Linked DNA regions of Zea mays: regions 1 and 3 are each linked to region 2. A link is a contact called in public Hi-C data. All regions are on one chromosome and are shown on one strand. The core of a region is the stretch at or near the end of the contact, and the rest is flanking DNA. Distances in the headings are between cores, read along the strand shown. Region 1 holds the start of LOC103646084 (Phosphatidylinositol N-acetyglucosaminlytransferase subunit P-related). Region 2 holds the start of LOC100273297 (putative glutathione peroxidase). Region 3 holds the start of LOC100277587.

What was found. Hi-C and Micro-C count contacts between places; a contact is called where the count stands out from the background.
Region 1: a contact with region 2 is called in a Hi-C map of ear, with 1.9 times the contacts expected there. The contact joins the promoter of LOC103646084 here to the promoter of LOC100273297 in region 2. A contact is called at or near these places in 2 of 25 Hi-C or Micro-C datasets (ear and leaf).
Region 3: a Hi-C map of tassel shows a contact between it and region 2, with 3 times the contacts expected there. The contact joins the promoter of LOC100277587 here to the promoter of LOC100273297 in region 2. A contact is called at or near these places in 5 of 25 Hi-C or Micro-C datasets (ear, leaf and tassel).

What each region holds. Positions count from the first base shown.
Region 1 is chr2:19,653,543-19,656,277 of Zm-B73-REFERENCE-NAM-5.0, forward strand. LOC103646084 (Phosphatidylinositol N-acetyglucosaminlytransferase subunit P-related) reads left to right here and starts at 1,421. Exons shown (of 7, transcript XM_008670810.3): 1 at 1,421-2,615.
Region 2 is chr2:20,017,652-20,020,401 of Zm-B73-REFERENCE-NAM-5.0, forward strand. LOC100273297 (putative glutathione peroxidase) reads right to left here and starts at 1,452. Exons shown (of 6, transcript NM_001147738.1): 1 at 1,273-1,452; 2 at 758-834. The coding sequence starts at 1,320.
Region 3 is chr2:19,751,474-19,754,192 of Zm-B73-REFERENCE-NAM-5.0, forward strand. LOC100277587 reads left to right here and starts at 1,457. Exons shown (of 1, transcript NM_001151105.2): 1 at 1,457-2,162. The coding sequence starts at 1,565. The coding sequence ends at 1,891.

The sequences.
Region 1 (2,735 bases), core at 171-2,670, 360 kb before region 2:
AAATTTAGTTTGACAAGCTATTTAGCTAGTCTCTTGAAAATACTCTAAGGTACACCCACAAGAGTAGACAAAAACCGCCGTGCTGTCAAATTTATGGTACAACCATCATACAATCAAACTAGAAAAATTATAGAAAACTTTTCAAAAAATCTAAAGATATGCTTCATTATTTACTATATACTATATCAAATTTAAAATTTTGATACATTCTATTTTAAGAGATATAAAAAAAATATATCCGATGTAAATACTTAAAAAATTGTAGATTTTTATACTTTAAACATAGAATTCGAATTTGAAATTTGATATATTGGTATAGTAAATAATTAAGAATATCCATCATTTTTGAGAATTTTCTACGACTTTCAATTACACGGGAAACTATAACAGTTTTACCCGCGAGAGTATATCAATAGCGTTTGTGTTTTTTTTTTCTAAAAAAAAGTGCCCGTATATACATGCGCGCGACTATAGCTTCGACGTACGTGTTTTGCTCGTACGTATATGCTGCAGCGACCGTAGTTGAAGGCTGGGAGGTATCAACCATCTCTCTAGGTGAGGTATTGCAATCGGAAACGTTAAACAATAATTCTTTGACACTGTTACAGAGATTAGTTTTTTTGATGGGAAGCATAAAGACCATGGGAATTGTTTAGTGGTTTGTTATGCATCCTAATCCAACTGATTTCTGGCGAATCTTTTTCGTTAGTTGGTTTGTCACATCCTGAGATTTAATTAAAGAATTTGACGACGACTGCTGCTGCTGTGGCCATACTCTTAGTGTGTTATTAGTAACGTACGGAGGGGCCGGGGTATCACCATTCGCACTTTATTCTTCGATCCGACGACAAATTGTTGCATGAATGAAGCGTATCAAACATTACTTTAGCCTAAAAAATATTACAGGACTTCTCTGTGGTGTCTTGCAATCCTTTTCACTTGAGGTAAACCAGTTGTCGGTCGCCATTCAGAGTTTGGCCACGAGCTGCATGCAGCCCGCAGCGCCGATTCAGTGGAGACAGCTTAAACAACCCTAATGTTTCTTTTTCTTTTTTATAGAAAACAAAGTCAGAAAGAATGGGCTAGAGAAACGTTTTGCCCTTGCTATTTCAATCTGGCTTTCTGTATCCACATAAGATAAGTATATTGTCTAATGATTGGTAGTTCTTGTTCGGTACACCGATAATTTAACGCTAGAAAGGACACTGTACTTGAAAAAATTGTCTTCCGACAGAAGAAGCAACACGAGATGAAAATTGAAAGCAATGCATACATGCAGTATTCAGCTGAGTGTTCGTGACACTCCCGTGCACACATGGCGGTCTGTATGCACGCTTTTACATTATTATAACAGGAAAAGAAAATATTTGTACAATATAAACCATTTTATTTTTAGACGCATTTAAGAATACTCTAAAAACCAAGAGGTCGCTTTAATCTGTATTTCCAATTCAGGCCACCTAACTGGCACAAGCATTAATTAACTGTAAAACTCAAGGCTCTATATGCCGATTTGCCCGTAGCGCTGTCCGTTCTTGTTCTCATCTCCCATTTTTTGTTGGCAGCCACTACGTGCTGAGCTTGATCTTGATCGCGCACCTGTTGACGTAGAAAAAGAGGTGGTGGTGGCCAAAATAGAGACAAAAGACAAATCGGACTCCCCTCCCCGCAATGTGATCTACAAAAACCAAAAGTACGGGCTGGGTCACCCTCCAAATCCTACCTTCTCCATCCGCCATTAGAGAGAGGATAGAGAATGCCGAGAATGAGAGAGACAAGGTAGCGGCAGCGGTTGGCGCGCGCGGCCACAGTGGCAAAGCCTCCGTCGTCGGCGAGGACCGCTGCATGCGCTGTTGCCGGGTTGGCATGCTTCTGCTTCCGCGTCTTGAAGGATTTCAAGGAAGGGAGGATCGGAAAAGACAACTGCGATTCGGTTGCATTCATACGGTTCTGTAAAAAAGGCAGTTTTTTTTTGGCTGTGACCTGTGAGTATCCGCCGGTTTGCTGTTTATTTATTCATTCTCAGTTTTGGAGGCCGAAAATTCGATCTTGGCGCTGGTCTCAGTGTTTCGAGGCCTCGAGGGGTTGCTGTGAAGAACCAGAGGAAGATAAAAAGGTGGTTTTCTCGCCGGTTTTCCTTGGTTTTGGGGTACTGAATTCTGAGATTGTTCTGAGGCAGGGGTCTGTCTTGCTGGAGAATGAAGATGTGGAGGTTTGTGTGCTCTGCGCGTTTGTTTTGGTGAAGACAACTAGCTGGAGTAAAAGGAAGAAAAAAAAGTTCCGCTTCCTTTCTTTTGCGTGTTCTGATCCTTCTGAGATATCCCTTCCTGCCGCTTCAGAGTTTCATTTGTTTCCGACTCGGCATCGGCATCTCGTATAAACCGAGGAGACACGGCAATTTCAAGGGCCTTCGTTTGGGACCAACAGAATAACCTGTTCCTGCCTGCAATTTTTTGGTTCTGAAGACTCAAAGATTGGATTGAGTGATCTTTGAAACCAAATCTTCCTTCGGTGTTTTTTGGCATTTTGGGCACTATCTGTGAAGTGTAGCAGGACCGCCTCTGCTTTTATGCTCGGTAGACTTCTGTGATCAAGTATTCAAGTACTGGTAAAAGGTACTTGCCAAAAACCATGCCCTTTGGATGCTCCGAATTGTTATATTTATCTAATTTTAGTTGGTGATTATAGTTCTTATGACTTCTTGTCTCATATATTTACACAAAGGAAAATCATGC
Region 2 (2,750 bases), core at 202-2,701:
CAAGATAACAAATGTAAAATATAGCAAAAACACTTGTTATCTCATATTATTAAAAATATCTTTTAACATTTTGTGATACAAAGTCATCTCTTCTATCATTGAGATCAATCTCATCCAACAACTTTTTTCGATATATAGAATCACCAAGCCATTTAACATCTCTTGAGTTATTGTTGATCAAAAATAGTTCACAAAAATATTTCAATTTTAAAAAGCTTCTCTCTGCCAAAGCAACCATCATATGTATAGTTTATAATACTCTCCCTATATCAAAATAGAATTTGTTTTGCTTCTTTAGTGGATTTATCATCATCAATATAAACATAAAAATTAAGAACTAAAACAAATACTATTTTGAAACGGATGGGTATTGGATAAGTAATTGAGACAGTTTAAGAATATAAACGAGACTAGTTGATAGCTCGATAACGCATCACACTTTACGTATTTGTGTCTATAATAGATAAGTTTAATAGGAAAAAATACTACCGTACAGTGGCTACGGGGCCCTCTATTTTTGGGGGCCCGGTGCGGCTGCACCCTTGGCACCCCCACAGGGACGGCCCTGGAAACCGTTAGATCTAGATCGGATGCACCAGATCGCTTGATTGCACGCTTGCACCAGGATAAGTGATTGCACAGGATATGTCCTCGTAGTAGAAGACACCAACGACCTTACTGATACGCTTTTGCCATGGGCCAAACAATCACAAATAGTAAGAAGATTAGAAAAGTTTCTGCTGCAGATGATTCATACCACTGGGATGCGACGTTAACAATGAGAAGAACCTTCCCCTTGTAGGTGCTGAGGTCAACGTCTTTGCCGCTCGCATCCTGCAGACGAGCAGCAAGCAGAAGGCGATAATTAGACTCCTCTGCAAAAACATAAGCCGCGGCATCTACTCTTCTAAAAATTCGGCAAAAACCGCTAGGTAAGGGTTAGCAAATCCAGTCATTTTGCAAGCCAAATCACACGGTTCGACAGCGAAATTCACACTAAGAGCTCCGCACGAATCAGGAACCATAAAGCCCCAATCCCGGACTAAGCACAGCACAGTGGCCTCGAGCTTGCAGCTCCGGGGCACGCCGCACGCAAAGCAAGCGATCCATGCAAAATATTACGGATTTACGGGGGTCCTATGATCCTATCACCTCTGGAATCTACGCACAGAGACGTTTTGGGGTTCAGAGGGCCTATGATCGTACCACCTCTGGAATCTACGCACGGAGGCGTTTAGGGGTTGAGAGGGCGACGAGGGGAATGGGACTGACCTTGACGATGAAGTCGTGGACGGAGGTGGCGGTCGACGAGGCGGCCATGATGAGGCGAACGGCGGGCGGGCGGGCGGCGGTGGCGAACTAGCGGGATCCGGGAGGGGCGTTTACGGCTGTGAGACGGTAGCGTGTAGAAGAAGCCGAGAGCCGGGAGGGAGAGAGCAAAAGCGGGCAAGCGGCGGAGCTGAGGTGGTGGACCGAGCGACGAGACGACTAGACTTCACCGGCGGTTGATTTATACGGCCAGGCCCATGGGGGGTTGGGGGTTGAATCGAATGACGGACGCCGTGACACTTGAGACAGACAGATGGTGTGAACGCTGCTACTGCATCGTGGCCTCGTGGGGCGGGGCCGGCCAACGCGGCGTTCGGAGGGGAGTGCTCGTCGGCCAGGAGCCCGCCGCGTCGGCGTGTGGACGGAATCGTGGCAGCGTTGGTCAACCGTCTCGGCTGCGGTTGTACGAATGCAATTCTCGTACGAAAGTCGAAACCAAATGATAAACTCCCCTTCTTCTTAAAAATAATTGTTATTGTAATTTAAACTTTTATAAATTTAATTATGTATGCAATAAACATTAATAATATTGGTTTCTTCGAATTAATTTACTATATAGAATTAGATTCAAACATCTATTAAATCTTAATATTGTATATAATTAAAGCTAAAATAGTTGTTGTTTTTTTTAAAAAAAATGAGAATGATAAATGGAGTATTTTAGAAAATAGGAAACGAGTTTAATTAGAATTATAAAAAACAATAACATTTATTATATAAATTAAATGTTATGAAGTAATTATAAAGCATATATTTATAGTAGCTTGATTTAAGTATATAAATATAAAGAATATTTGCTGTAAATTTGATTGTACTACGGGACGAATACTGGGCTTAGGCTGAGACGGGCGGGTGCTCACTAGCTGGGCCGACGAACCGAAAATGCTACCCATGTTTCCGCCTCCCCGCAGCCCGTTCACGGTTGGAACTAGTGTGAAACACGCGCACAGCTTCTGGAAGCGGCCGGGCCCTTGGGCTGCGAGAAGAAGGACCGTGTGAGGCCATATGTTCGTGCGCGGTGGCCGTCAAGGCACGTCGATTGGTGGTGAGACGCTGAGCTACTCCCTGACGCAGTGACGCGGATGCATTGCTTTTGCGTGTTCCGGTCGCACAGCGTTTGTATTTGAACGCATCGCGTTTCGACAACCTGAGTATCTTCTGGAACTCACACAGCAGGCAGTAGGCGTAACAAATGTAGACTGGCGAGTTTTTGGGCAGCAGCGGCGCCCTACGGTTCATGCCAGAAAAAAATTGCTTCGATGATTTCGTACGGGAGCAACGAATGCATACCGCGTCACGTCAGGTAGGTCGACGCAGCAACAACCAGAAAAAGCAAATTGCTTCGATGCCATCGGGCATCGGGTGCGTCGTGTCGGTCATGGACGGGACCGCGCGCGCGGTTGGTCGTATAGATCATGATC
Region 3 (2,719 bases), core at 207-2,706, 270 kb before region 2:
TACTTTTGCTTAACCTGCTTTGATTATTATGTCTTTCCTTATTGTCAAACTCTTGGCTTTTTCTTATACCAGGGATAAATGTCATGTACTTGACATCACTTAGCATGTCTTGGTCTTCTTCAGAATTTGGATCACAAACTCAACAAAATACAGTATTGTCGCTCGGGTAGAAGTTAAATTCCCGATTGAACCAAGTTTTCGTGACAAACAACATTTCGTTTTATCTTACATCAATGTAAGCCAACAATTCTTTAAGTTTTATTTTCAAAGTTACATGATCTTTATACCACCTCTTCTCCTACTGAAATACTATTAGAGAGCCAAGATCGAGGTCATAACATATTCGTTTTATGTTCAAAACATACATTCCGCCTATCTCGTTCTACAAGATAATAGGTTTTGTTCTCTTATGTCTTTGTCTGTAGGATGCAAAGATTCTTCGAAGTAACTTTGTGATTGATCTGTTAAGTTATGAGGACAATTCGTGCCGATATGCCATCCCTGCAAACATACAACAGAGACTTATCGATATCGCTAAAAGGGATTAGCTGATTTGTGTACAGTTGTCGACACATTTGTCTGTAATTAAAAATTCTAAATTAAGTTTTTAGAAATAATTTGTGTGATATTAATAATGTTTTCCACACGTATTTTACATATTATAGTGATGTTTGTCGTTCCGTATCAATGTTTCATACAAATCTTTTATTTCCGTCGCAACGCACGGACACATATCTATAACAATATAAGTCACATATGTATATAAGTTATCGTGTTATTATACGGTTCCGTTGCAACGCACAGACACTCACCTAGTTTAAAGCAAGTACGAGTGAGGACAACCTTAGCCTGTCAAGCGGACTGCAGCCGATCAAAAACATGTTCCTCCGTTGTAAATTTATAATTTGTTTTACCTTTTTAAGATAAATTTAACAGACTCGTTTTATTTAAATTTGAGCCGGCGAATACTTTAGGAATAACATCCACGATGTGTTTGTCTGATAATATCCGCCATGGGTAGGTCAGTTTTTTTGAATTATCTGAAATGCACCCAATAGTGATAAAATTATATTCGTGATATTCATATAGAATATTCATGTGAACACATATACAAAAATATCTAGATATCAGAAAAAGTATTCACGCTCGGGTCAAATGGACGGTCGAACAAACATTCAGTACCATTTGCATAATTGCATCCGGATCTGAAAAGTTGTGCCGGCACCGTGGGACCGTGCCAGGTCCACGTCAGCCGAGATACCGCTGGCACGAGGGAATGTGCCGAGTTGCCGACGTCCGACGAGGCCGGGGGAGCACGTGACATGAGATATCATCACGCACGGCGCTCGTTGCTCCTCCCCATCTCCGCCGTCCGCTTCGCATCCCACGGCTACCGCCTCCCTCCGCGCCCTCCTGTCCGCCTCATCTGCCGAGACCACCAGCCAATCAGCCAGCTACACACACACATCACTTGCCAGGCCAGTTGCGCTTGCGCCGCGCGCGCTCTCTCTATCTGCTTGTCGTGCAGAGAAAGTGAGGCGCTGCGCTGCGCTCCGCCGCGCAGATGTGGGCGCCGGGCTCGCCTGGGAGGCTGCCGGCGATGGTGGAGTGCGACGAGGACGGGCACGGGGACGCGTACCACGGGACGATGGCCTCCTGCTGGGGCCGCTTCGGCGCCGCCGCGCTGTGGCGCAGGCTACGGCGGCGTGTCAGCCTGGTGCGGCGCAGGCGGCGGCGCGGCCGCTCCCTCCTCGGCGGGCTAAACTACGACCCGCTCAGCTACGCGCAGAACTTCGACGACGGGTGCCTGGAGGAGCGCGAGCCGGACTTCAGCGCCAGGTTCGCGCCCGCGCGCCACGCCGCCGCCGGCTCCCCGCGGCCCACGGCCTGACGGCGTACTAGATTTTTTTTTATTACGACGTACTACCCCCGCTCGGTGCTCTGCTCGCAGTCGCAGCGCGCCATTGGAAGAGTCAAGAGTGGCAGGTAATTGCTCCTCCGCACGTCCTTTAGTTGATAAATGTATATACATGGTACACCGTACACGCCGTCGACTCGCATGGATGGATTGGATGGATGTAATTAAATACAGTAGCAGGTATCGTTAGTCGATCTCGATCGGAACGAAAAATAAGTTCTTGCCGATTGGCTGGCTTCCTTCATCCGGCAGCGTTCGTTCTTGCGGCTGCAGGATTCTTGAGGTTTTGACGTGTTCATGTACGCCTGTGCCTGTGTTTCGGGCTTCGGCACAGCGATCGCCTAAATCGTTCTAGGTCTTGTGGAGATGGCAGCATTCACCTTCAGTTCGTGCACTGTTTCTCCCCTCAACACATCCCATATATATTTGCTATATAGCTTCAGCGTGGCGAAGTTAGAGCAAAATTGAGGATGGTGAAATTGATCGGCATACTATTTTTTTTTTCTAGGAGTACATATACAGTGAAATTTTAACTGCATCTATAGAATTTGCGTTTTCAAGGGGGCGTATTGCATCCGATAGGTACAAACTAGCTTCGCCACTGAGCTTCATATTTACATTAAAATGTGACGCTTTGATGCAGGCAGCTGACACTGCACCTGCAGCTACTGGTTTCTCCACTACGCTTAGCTAGCACCCCCCAAAAAGTCGTGCCACTGCTTCTATCGTGGAATTACTTCTCCTGTCCTAGTCGAATTATCAGAGGACGGATCCAAGATCTGGGTGCCTGCTTCTGTTTAC